2 separate regions of the Mus musculus genome follow, and region 2 is linked to region 1. Evidence: chromatin contacts called from public Hi-C data. All regions are on one chromosome and are shown on one strand. The core of a region is the stretch at or near the end of the contact, and the rest is flanking DNA. Distances in the headings are between cores, read along the strand shown. Region 1 has its middle 65 kb from the start of Cmpk2. Region 2 overlaps 4933409F18Rik (RIKEN cDNA 4933409F18 gene).

Evidence for each region. A called contact is a pair of places that touch in the nucleus more often than the background predicts.
Region 2: a Hi-C map of cerebellum shows a contact between it and region 1, with 2.5 times the contacts expected there. The contact joins two enhancer-like sites. A contact is called at or near these places in 2 of 484 Hi-C or Micro-C datasets (cerebellum and embryonic fibroblasts).

Annotation. Positions count from the first base shown.
Region 1 is chr12:26,531,872-26,536,433 of GRCm38.p6, forward strand. No RefSeq gene overlaps it. Among named protein-coding and RNA genes, the nearest start is that of Cmpk2, 65 kb to the left of the region's middle. Within about 2 kb of position 2,815, at least 44 of the 459 cell types and tissues checked have an H3K27ac peak or open chromatin away from gene starts, as enhancers often do. A contact at or near this core is called in cerebellum, where this site is marked.
Region 2 is chr12:26,815,965-26,820,544 of GRCm38.p6, forward strand. 4933409F18Rik (RIKEN cDNA 4933409F18 gene) reads right to left here. Exons shown (of 6, transcript NR_146399.1): 5 at 4,532-4,580. Among named protein-coding and RNA genes, the nearest start is that of 4933409F18Rik, 16 kb to the right of the region's middle. Within about 2 kb of position 2,052, at least 2 of the 459 cell types and tissues checked have an H3K27ac peak or open chromatin away from gene starts, as enhancers often do. A contact at or near this core is called in cerebellum, where this site is marked.

The DNA of each region.
Region 1 (4,562 bases), core at 1,565-4,064:
CACAGACTTGCCTTATAGACCATCTGATGGAGTCAGTTCCTCAACTGAGAGCCTTGCAGGGCGTGTGACGGCAGTAAGCAAAGTCAGTCATTGCAGTGGGTGGGGACGAGAAAGACGATGACTTGATGACTTTAATGATCTGGATCTAATGTACTTTAGGTCATATTTCACATTCTTTCACAGAGTTGATGATTTTCAGCTCCTCCCCTCACGATGATTTTATATTAAGTTATTTAAAGTCTGCACCAAACGATGTTTTCTACAAGATGCCGTAGGGCAGTATTTAAAGGCTTCAAGTAACAGACTGGTTAAAATAAGCATTAACCATCCTTTTTGTTTATGTATGAGAAGTCCACTCTGTACTGCAGATGACTCAGAAAGAGGCAGGCCTTGGCTGGATTCCCTATCTGTAGGACGCTTTCTGCCTCCCAATCCGGGATGCATGTGAGTTTGGAAACCAGTGGATTCACTAGGAGTTTTTAAGCCCATGTAATGTGCTCACCTCACCAACATTCATGAGGCGTGAGGAGAAAAGGCTCCAGGAGGGGGTGAAGGGCTGGATTCTGCTTGAAGACAAAAGGGAATACCCAAGGAGAGAGGGGAGGGAAGGTTTCAAGATCATAGGCAGAGTCAGAACCTAGCCAGGCATAGGGCAAGTCACCGTTGGCTGTCACGTCAGCCTCCTTCTGGGTGACTGAAGACTGCAGATGGGAAATGGAAACCGTCCAGGTTATCAGGTGAGTGAGATCTATGTACAGGCAAGACTTTGACCTCACTGCCTAACTCCAAATATGATGATATTTCAGCCATTTTCCCTCAATACTGAGGGTTACAAGAGCTTGGGCTAATGTAATTTATGTTTCAACTAAACACTGAGACTGTAACTGGACAAACATCACACACACACACACACACACACACACACACACACACGCACACACACATTTGTATATACACATATTTATTTGAACTGATTAGTAAATTAAGTATGATTTAAAAGTATATTTAATTTTATTTTCCTTTGACATCCCCCCTTACCCTCCCCCCCCCCAGAGTAGCTGCTGGGGGTAGACCCCCAACATAACGAAAAACATTCCTCAATGTTCTGTGCACACTGCCTTTTATGGGCATGCTCAGGTTTCCAAGGCAAGGTGGCTTTGAATCAGTTGCAGGCCTCCTTTCATGTAGAAAACTGCTTAAAGATGTGATATTAGGGCCCAGGGAGACTGCAGAGAGAAGGGACAGTCATTTGCCAGTACTGTCCACTGGGTGGCACTGTTGCTCCACAGAGTGTCTCCATGGCGGGTCCCCAAGGACCAGGGCCAGGACCTACACAAAGGTAGGGAAGGTGTGTATGGTGAAGGGTTTATTAATGACTTTGCCTCCTCTGCGCAGCACTTTTGCGCATCTCCCCGGCCTCAGATCGTTCCTGGGCTCTCTCTGGACTGAGTGCCTGATTTGTTGTGGCCCAAACTGCTTTAGACAACAGCCAAGAAGGGCAGAGACTTCACGTGTGCACAGGCTGCAGTCCCGACGTCACTTAGAAGATTAAAAATAAATTGAAGCACATGTCACTTCAAAGGGGGCACAAAAAGGACATCGGCATGATTGGGCGCAGTAATGAGAAAGAGCTGTAGGTCCTTAGTTTGAACTGTACAGAAAAAAGGATTTTGAGGCTTATTCCCCACCCCTGTACTCCTTACATGAGAGTTAATATATTTTGATATTTAAGGCGCATTCGACACCATATGTGTGTGTGTGTGTGTGTGTGTGTGTGTGTGTGTATCTCCAATCTCTCTGTTTGGATTTGGACTCTGCCCTCGATCAGGGAGCCACATCAAGGAGCCAGGGAGACAAGAGTGTTCATCGGGGAAAGCCTGGGCCACACTGATGTACAAGCACAGAGCCCCTTGTCTGCAGAACCAACCCTACCGGTCCAGAAGGCTTTGTTGCCTACCTATCTATAATATCCATCCGGCTTGGTCTTTTGTCTCTAGGACCAGTCCCTGCAGCCTGGCCCCTCTCAGCCTGAGGTCCACGTTCACACATCAGGCATGTCTTGACTAATGGCGGCTGAGGCCCAATGACTCTCGTTTTTCATGAGTTGTCAGGAGTCTGAACACAGGGAGAGGGGGAGGGAGGGAGGGAAAAGAGGGAGGAGAAGGGGGAGGCGAGAGAAAAGGAAGGGGAGGTAGGAACGGGGAGACATAAAAAAGAGAGGAGGGAGGAGAGGAGGGGAGGGGAGGGAGGAGGGGAGGAGAGAGAGAGAAAAACAGGAGGGAGAGGAAGGAAGGAGAGGAGAAAGGGTTAGAGGTGAGATGAAACCTGAGTGGGGGTGGGGAGAGTGATAGAGGAGAGAGAGGAGGGGGAGGAGAGAGTGAGAAGGAGAGAAGAGAGAACACAGAGAGGGAGGTGGTGAGGAGAGAGAGACTGAGAGAGAGAGGTACTCAGAGGGAGAGGAGCATGGGCAGATGTCCTCATGAAAAATTTACAAGGAATAATCAGAGGTCCGTTCATTCCCTTTGGCGGGGAGGCCCCTAGGCTGTTTGCCCGGGCCACTGGGAGAAGGTGGGAAGAGCCCCCTCATTCTGCAGCAATCTGGCTCCGGTAGGGAAATGCCCCCATGCTTGGTGCACTTGGCCAATCCTCCCGAGACTGGCTTGTAAATGCAGTTCAGGCAAAATTGATGAAGTGTCAGTCATCTGAGGCTGGCAGTTTAGAGAGGTCACAGCTGCAAGGGGCTGCAGGGTCTCACAGAGATGGGACTGAGAAGAGTTAAAGGGAGAGCACACCCAGCAAGCAGGAAGCATTTATCTTCTCCTGACGGGCATTCTTCAAACATTTCTGTGCAGCTCTGACCTCCACCAGCTCTGGCCAGCCAGTGTGAGACTTCTGACTCCAGTTGTGCACTCTTACATTTTCCCTCGAAGGAGTCCAGACCCATCTCCTCACAGCCCCGGGACCCTCTGCTTAGGAAGGAAAGGGGGGACACTGCTGCTCCTAATTGAAACAAGCAGGCAGATCCTGATCAGTAATGGGGATTTCCCACTTTAATTGGCTCAGTGAGTCATGTCTCCTCATTCCCACACTTCCTGAGGCAGGATGGTTTCTCTAGGTGAGCAGCATCAAGTCTGCAGGGGATGGGCCGGGAGAGCTACATAGTAGATGGACATACATCTGGACTTAGTAGCTGTTCTCTGGAAGTCACAAGAACAGATGCAAATTTGGGCTTATCTTAGGATATCTTCTGGGTGGGATCTGAGGCCACTGGACAGATGGCTAAATTGGCTCTATCTATATGCCTTTTTAATTTGTGTGGCTTTAAAATCAGAATCACAAGTAATTTGGTTGTGTGGGACACCAAACAACTAGAGCTTTGCTGGTTGTTTGTCCCGTGTTTGGATCCTGGCTTCCCTAAGCCTCCATGAGGACTCCTAGCCCTGTTGCCATCTGCTCATGAGAAAATGGGATGAGAAGGGCTAGGGACTCTCTGAGGTGAAGGGTGGGGGTGGGGAACAGCTGGCCTCCTAACCCTGTCCTTCACACCCCTCCCCCTCCTCTTTTAATGGCAGTGAAAGTAGAACAGGGTTTGCTTGCCTGTCATGTCCAAAGACCTGACTTCTGTCCCGGTGTGGGAAAAGAAGGATCTAAACAAGCAGGCATGGGAGCAGGAGGCCTAATTTACTCAGCCGTGCACACTTATCCCTATGTCCTTTGCCATTATGAGCAAGGCTGTCGCTGTGTTCTTTCTAAAAGAAAAGGAGATGAAGGCTTGGAAGACAGATTTGTAGCCCATCCTTCTGTCTCAGGGGGCGGAGCCTTCTGCCTCGGGAGGTGGAGACTTCTGTCTCAGGGGGCAGAGCCTTCTGTCTCAGGGGGCGGAGCCTTCTGTCTCAGGAAGCGAAGCCTTTTTCTGGAGTTGGGGTGGAAACAGTTCACTGCAGAAATGTCTGATTTTTAGAGCAAAAAACCCAAAATTGAATGAATGAAATTGTCGCCAGGTTGAAACTGCTATAGGTTGTCAGTAGGAAAAAGGTGTGTCTATCTCCAGGAAAAGGGGTGGGGTGAGGAAAGCCAGGGTCTTTTAACCACAATTTCATGAAGTGTGTAACCACACAAGGATCATTCTAGAAAGGTATGCTTTCTCTGGAGTAGGAAGTCTTAAGACTCCTCAGAGCTGTCAGTGAGAGGTGCACTAACACATAGTACCAACAAGTCACACATATACACACACCACTCATTCAAGAACATGCTCATATGCCATTCCACACATCACAACATACATCACACACAGATCTGCCTACCACCACATATCCACCCTTTCCTATATGGAGGTACACAACCTGCCAAATGTATACCAGTTCCCCACAACATACATGTACGTCATGCCTTATAGCACATCCACACTCACCCACAACACGTGCATTCAGAATGCCAACAAGACACATACATATACACCATATCTCCCACAAAAAAGCATGCACAAAGCATATCTATACTATTAACAATCCACTCATGTCATTTTCATAAATTATCTTTTATAAGTTAAAGACATGTTTTGA
Region 2 (4,580 bases), core at 802-3,301, 280 kb after region 1:
CATTGCTTGACGAGTTAAGTGTACAGAATAAGAAACACACGGAATTCATTTCCTTTAAAATGCACGTGGGATTAAGAATTATGGAAAGAGGGGCTTAGAAAAATACATTTGAGTTTTTATCTAAGTTAAAATGTGTAAAACATAGCCCGAGTCGCATTACATGCACAAATCACACTGAAAGGGCCTCTAATCTGAACGGTTCCATGTACCTGGCTCTTTCTATATGTGCATATAATAACAGAGAATATTCTTCTGAAAAATATTAAGGTAGATTTTAGGTTTATAACAGGACTTTTACATTCAAATAAATATCAATTCAAGATGGACATCTTGAGGCTCCTATACAGCGCCAAGCCTAAGCATGGTCTGACCTCCCATGTTTTGTGCCACCTACTAAATGACGTACCTTCTTTGTTTTCAAGCTGTCTTCAGGGCTTGGGACTCCTTGCTTTGAACAGTTCCAGTCTTTCTTTAATGACCATATTTGAGAAGAACAAATTTCACGTAGAGTTGAGACACATCTGGGGAACTTAGGTTTAGCATTTGGGATTACAAAAATCAGATGTGGCTTCTGTTCTTGATCCTGGCAGTGGGGTTGTGACTGTCACTGAAGAGCTGGGGTGGGGGTGGGGCTCCTCTTCCTTTTAATAGATATAAATAAAATTGTTTACTTATCATGTGTGTATGTGTGTGTGTGTGTGTGTGTGTGTGTGTGTGTGTGTGTGTATATACAGAGGACAGTGAACAACAATCTTAGGTACTGTTCCTTAGGTACTAGACACCACTCCCATTGGCCAGCAAAGTCCAGAGTTCCTTCTCCCCTCTCCTCCACTGTACCAGAGTTATAAGTAACACTGTTCATTTTGTGGTGGTTGTTTCAAATGTGTGTTCTGGGGATCAAATTCCTGTCCTTATACAAATACATGCTTCTGTACATGCACACTTTATAAGTGCATGCACTTTCTCTCAGGGCCACCTTCCTTGCCCAAGGTATCGTTCTTTGCTTTAGGACCACAATGCCTCAATGGGATTCTTCCCAAGAATCAAGTTTTCAGTGCCTGAGTTTGGTGTTTTCCCAGAGGTAGGAGATGTATGAAAACACACGAGGACACATCTACAAGGCGAGCCCTGGGCCCGGGATAAAGGCAAAACCCCATTCCTATTTGGCTCCCGTCCTTTGGTAGTGGGAAGTAGCCAGTAGAAGCTCAGAAGTCTTGCAGCTCCCATGGCCAGTGGACTACACAGCTGTCCTCTGTGTAAGAGCATGTTCAAAGTCCAGGAGAAGGGTGTCCAGCATCCTCTACGATGTGGGAGAATCTTATTGAACTGCTTCAAAAAATGACTCTTCAACACTGCGTCTTCTGTGGAGTATGCTCATCAGTTGGCACGTGAAGACGCTTTACATCCTGAATGTACACATTAGCTGGAGATAATTATGAGTCAGCCCTTCCTCAGTCAGTCACTCTGTAATGCACATCTGAGCCATTTGCTAAGGCAGTTGAAAAATTACCAGTTAAGAACTCTTGGGAATGTTTGTATAAGGATGCCTCATTGTGCTCGTCTTCATTGGGAAGTTGAAAATACATATCATGTCAGCGCCTCATTGTGTCAAAGACCTGTTCCTTTAAAATAGTCCCTCGAATGGAGATTCAGAGTTCAATAGCCTATATCAGTCTCGAGGAAGCAGTCAAGAAGTGTGATTAAATAACGTTTTTTTTCAAAACTATTTATTGACATGACAAAATTGGAATGCTGAATTCAGTTTTTGAAATATAATACTTTAAACTTGGAGGAGAAATGTACCTGCTGACACCTTCTTCAGTCCATGCAAAAAAATCTGAGAGAGAAAAAGTTTTCTGAACTAACTACTTTCCAAATCTCAGTTCTTAGAGAACACAATGTGGGATTTTCATGATGGTGAACCAGATGGCCAGTTGGGGAAATGTGTCTGGGACTCTCCATCCTCTCTGCCTCCCCTTCATCCATGTCTACTTTGAGCCAAGTGGAACAGTGGCCGCTCCACCAGCCATGCATGGCTCCCCTCTCATCTTCAACCCTCCTTCCATCTGGCCTGGGCAGTGTCCTGACACACGGGTTCCCTTCCAGCCCTCACCACAGATGATGCCACCAGCTGGCACAGGAGCAGAGCTGGCAGCAAGCAGGGCACATGGGAGCCATGGACAGACATCAGTGTTTGACACAATGCCTACTTTCCCTTTTGTTCTCCTCGCTTTTCATTTCTGTCCTGGATCTTCATTCCCACCAGAGAACAGCACCTAAGGCAGCTGAGGTAACAGCAAAACTTCGAGAACTTCCTGTCTTTAAGTCACCTCTGGTACAGGCTGGTCAGGTTTCCAGTGTGTTATTTTCCCACTGAAATGCACTATGTGAGGGAGAGGTCACTGGAGGACTCTCCCAGAGTTGTTCTGTTTCTGCTTACTTGCTGATGGAGATATCTTTCCCAACACCCCTTTTCTTCTTTTGAGTCAAAGTAGCATATCTCTTTATGACAGGGTCCAGAGGCAGGAGGCTTCACCTTGTTGAGAAGTCTATGACTCAGCCCTGACAAATACAGCCAAGTGTCACGGGGATGGTCTCCTGTTATCTTTGCCTTGGCTTTAGGAATAGATTCCCAGCTACTGGAGAAAGGTCTAGGTAAGAACTAACTCCTCCCATTTGTGCACATAGCAAAGCAGCCCAATTTAGCTCCTATGGTGCAATAAGGCTATGAAAACGACACAAAGGTATAAGAATTTTTTACTTGCCAAATGGGAAAAAGACTATATACCTCCACAATTCATATGAAGTGCTTAGGCTAATATATCAAACATGGCGAATTCTTTTTTGAAGATTTATTTTATTATTTTAATTGTGTGTGTGAATGTCTGTGCATGTGTGTATGAGAATGTATGTGCGTGGCCACCCATGGAGGGCAGGGGTAGCATCAGATTCCTTGGAATGGGACATACAGGTGGCTGTTAGCTGCCCTATGTGGGTGCTAGGATTTGAACTCTGGGCCTTTGGTTGAGTTGTAAGTGCTCTTAACTGATGATTCATCATGGTAGCTTACAGAGCAAAATTCTTAATGTTATTTTGGATATGAGTCATAATTTTGGTATAACTGTTTCATCACAACCTTGTAGGCTCTTGTACTACTTCTTCTTCTTGTAGCTGCTCAATAAACTTCCTTGTTTCTTTGGTTATTAGCTGATCTTCTACATTTGGTGCTTGAAAATACATAGTCAAATTAAATACTTAAATGTTACAAAGAATATATGTGTTAAATATCAAGTCTCCTCACAGGACTTCCAAGTCTCTCTTCTTAAAGCAGTGACTAGGTCCATTAATTTTCTTCCAGATACGTGAACACATGTTAGTATGTACACACACATGCCAGATTCCTTCTAGAAACTTCTGTTGAATTGTCTTCATGTTCCTTCTCAAGCCCATATTTCTGTTTTCATATCCACCAACTCAGATCTTATTTCTTTCCCCTTGTTCAGTTTTCAATAACTAATTCTAAACACTGTTTTTTATCCCCAAGAAATAGTTTTTCAGCCACCCTTTCTTTTATATCTAAGAGGAATATGTTATTTATGTTTTCAGGTTTGCTTTCTTTTGGTCTTATCAATATGGTTGCTTTTTTTTTAAACATTCATGTATTTAGTATGTGTGTGTGGGGGTCAGAAGATAGTGTGGAGTTAGTTCTCTCCTTCCACTGTGTACGTCCTACAGATGGAACTCAGGTCATCACACTGTCTCTCTGACCCTTCCCTCTTTTTTACTGTATTTGATTCAATGATGGAAAGATGACATTAATATTAAAACAATTTTATTTTTTACAATGATACCTTTTTTTGTATGACTTATACATGTGGTAGAACATGCACCAGCTGTTGTTAGAGCTCATGTCCCCAATTTCTGAACAGAAACTAGTTTGTTAGGACTCCGATATATTTCTTATTTAGCCTAACAATGACTTGCACAAATATGAATTCTGGTGTAGCTGTGGTTCTGAGATAAAATGAATGGTTTGTTTCTCATTGTGTATGGCAGGGTGTTTTCTAAATGCATACAATGTTGGTTACATATGTGTGTGTGATTACACAAATACACAAATGCAGAGAGAGAGGAGAGAGAGAGAGAGAGAGAGAGAGAAAGAGAGAGAGAGAGAGAGAGAGAGAGCGCTCGATGCCACAGAAGAGCACTGCACAGGACTGATTTTGATGCTTCCCATACAGTGTTCTGGGTGAAGATCACAAAGAATGTATGCTTACGGATCACCATTGAAACAAATTCTGTGAGTCTTGATGCCCATTGTAAATCACATCAGAAATGTTTGAAGGTGACAGAGGGATAGCGAGCAGGCAAGAAGGTGACCCATGTTCAAGTTTCTGTGACCTGGGGAAGAGTGAGAGACCTGTGCTTAACACATGCCAAAGATATGCTTGTGTGGCTTCAAATCCCTGAAACAATGGGTGGGATTTGCTACCCACTTTCCAGGAGAAAGGGTGTGGCTTCACTAACTTACCTCTGTATCATATCACTGATTCAACAAGGCAAGGCTTGCCCCGTGTTCC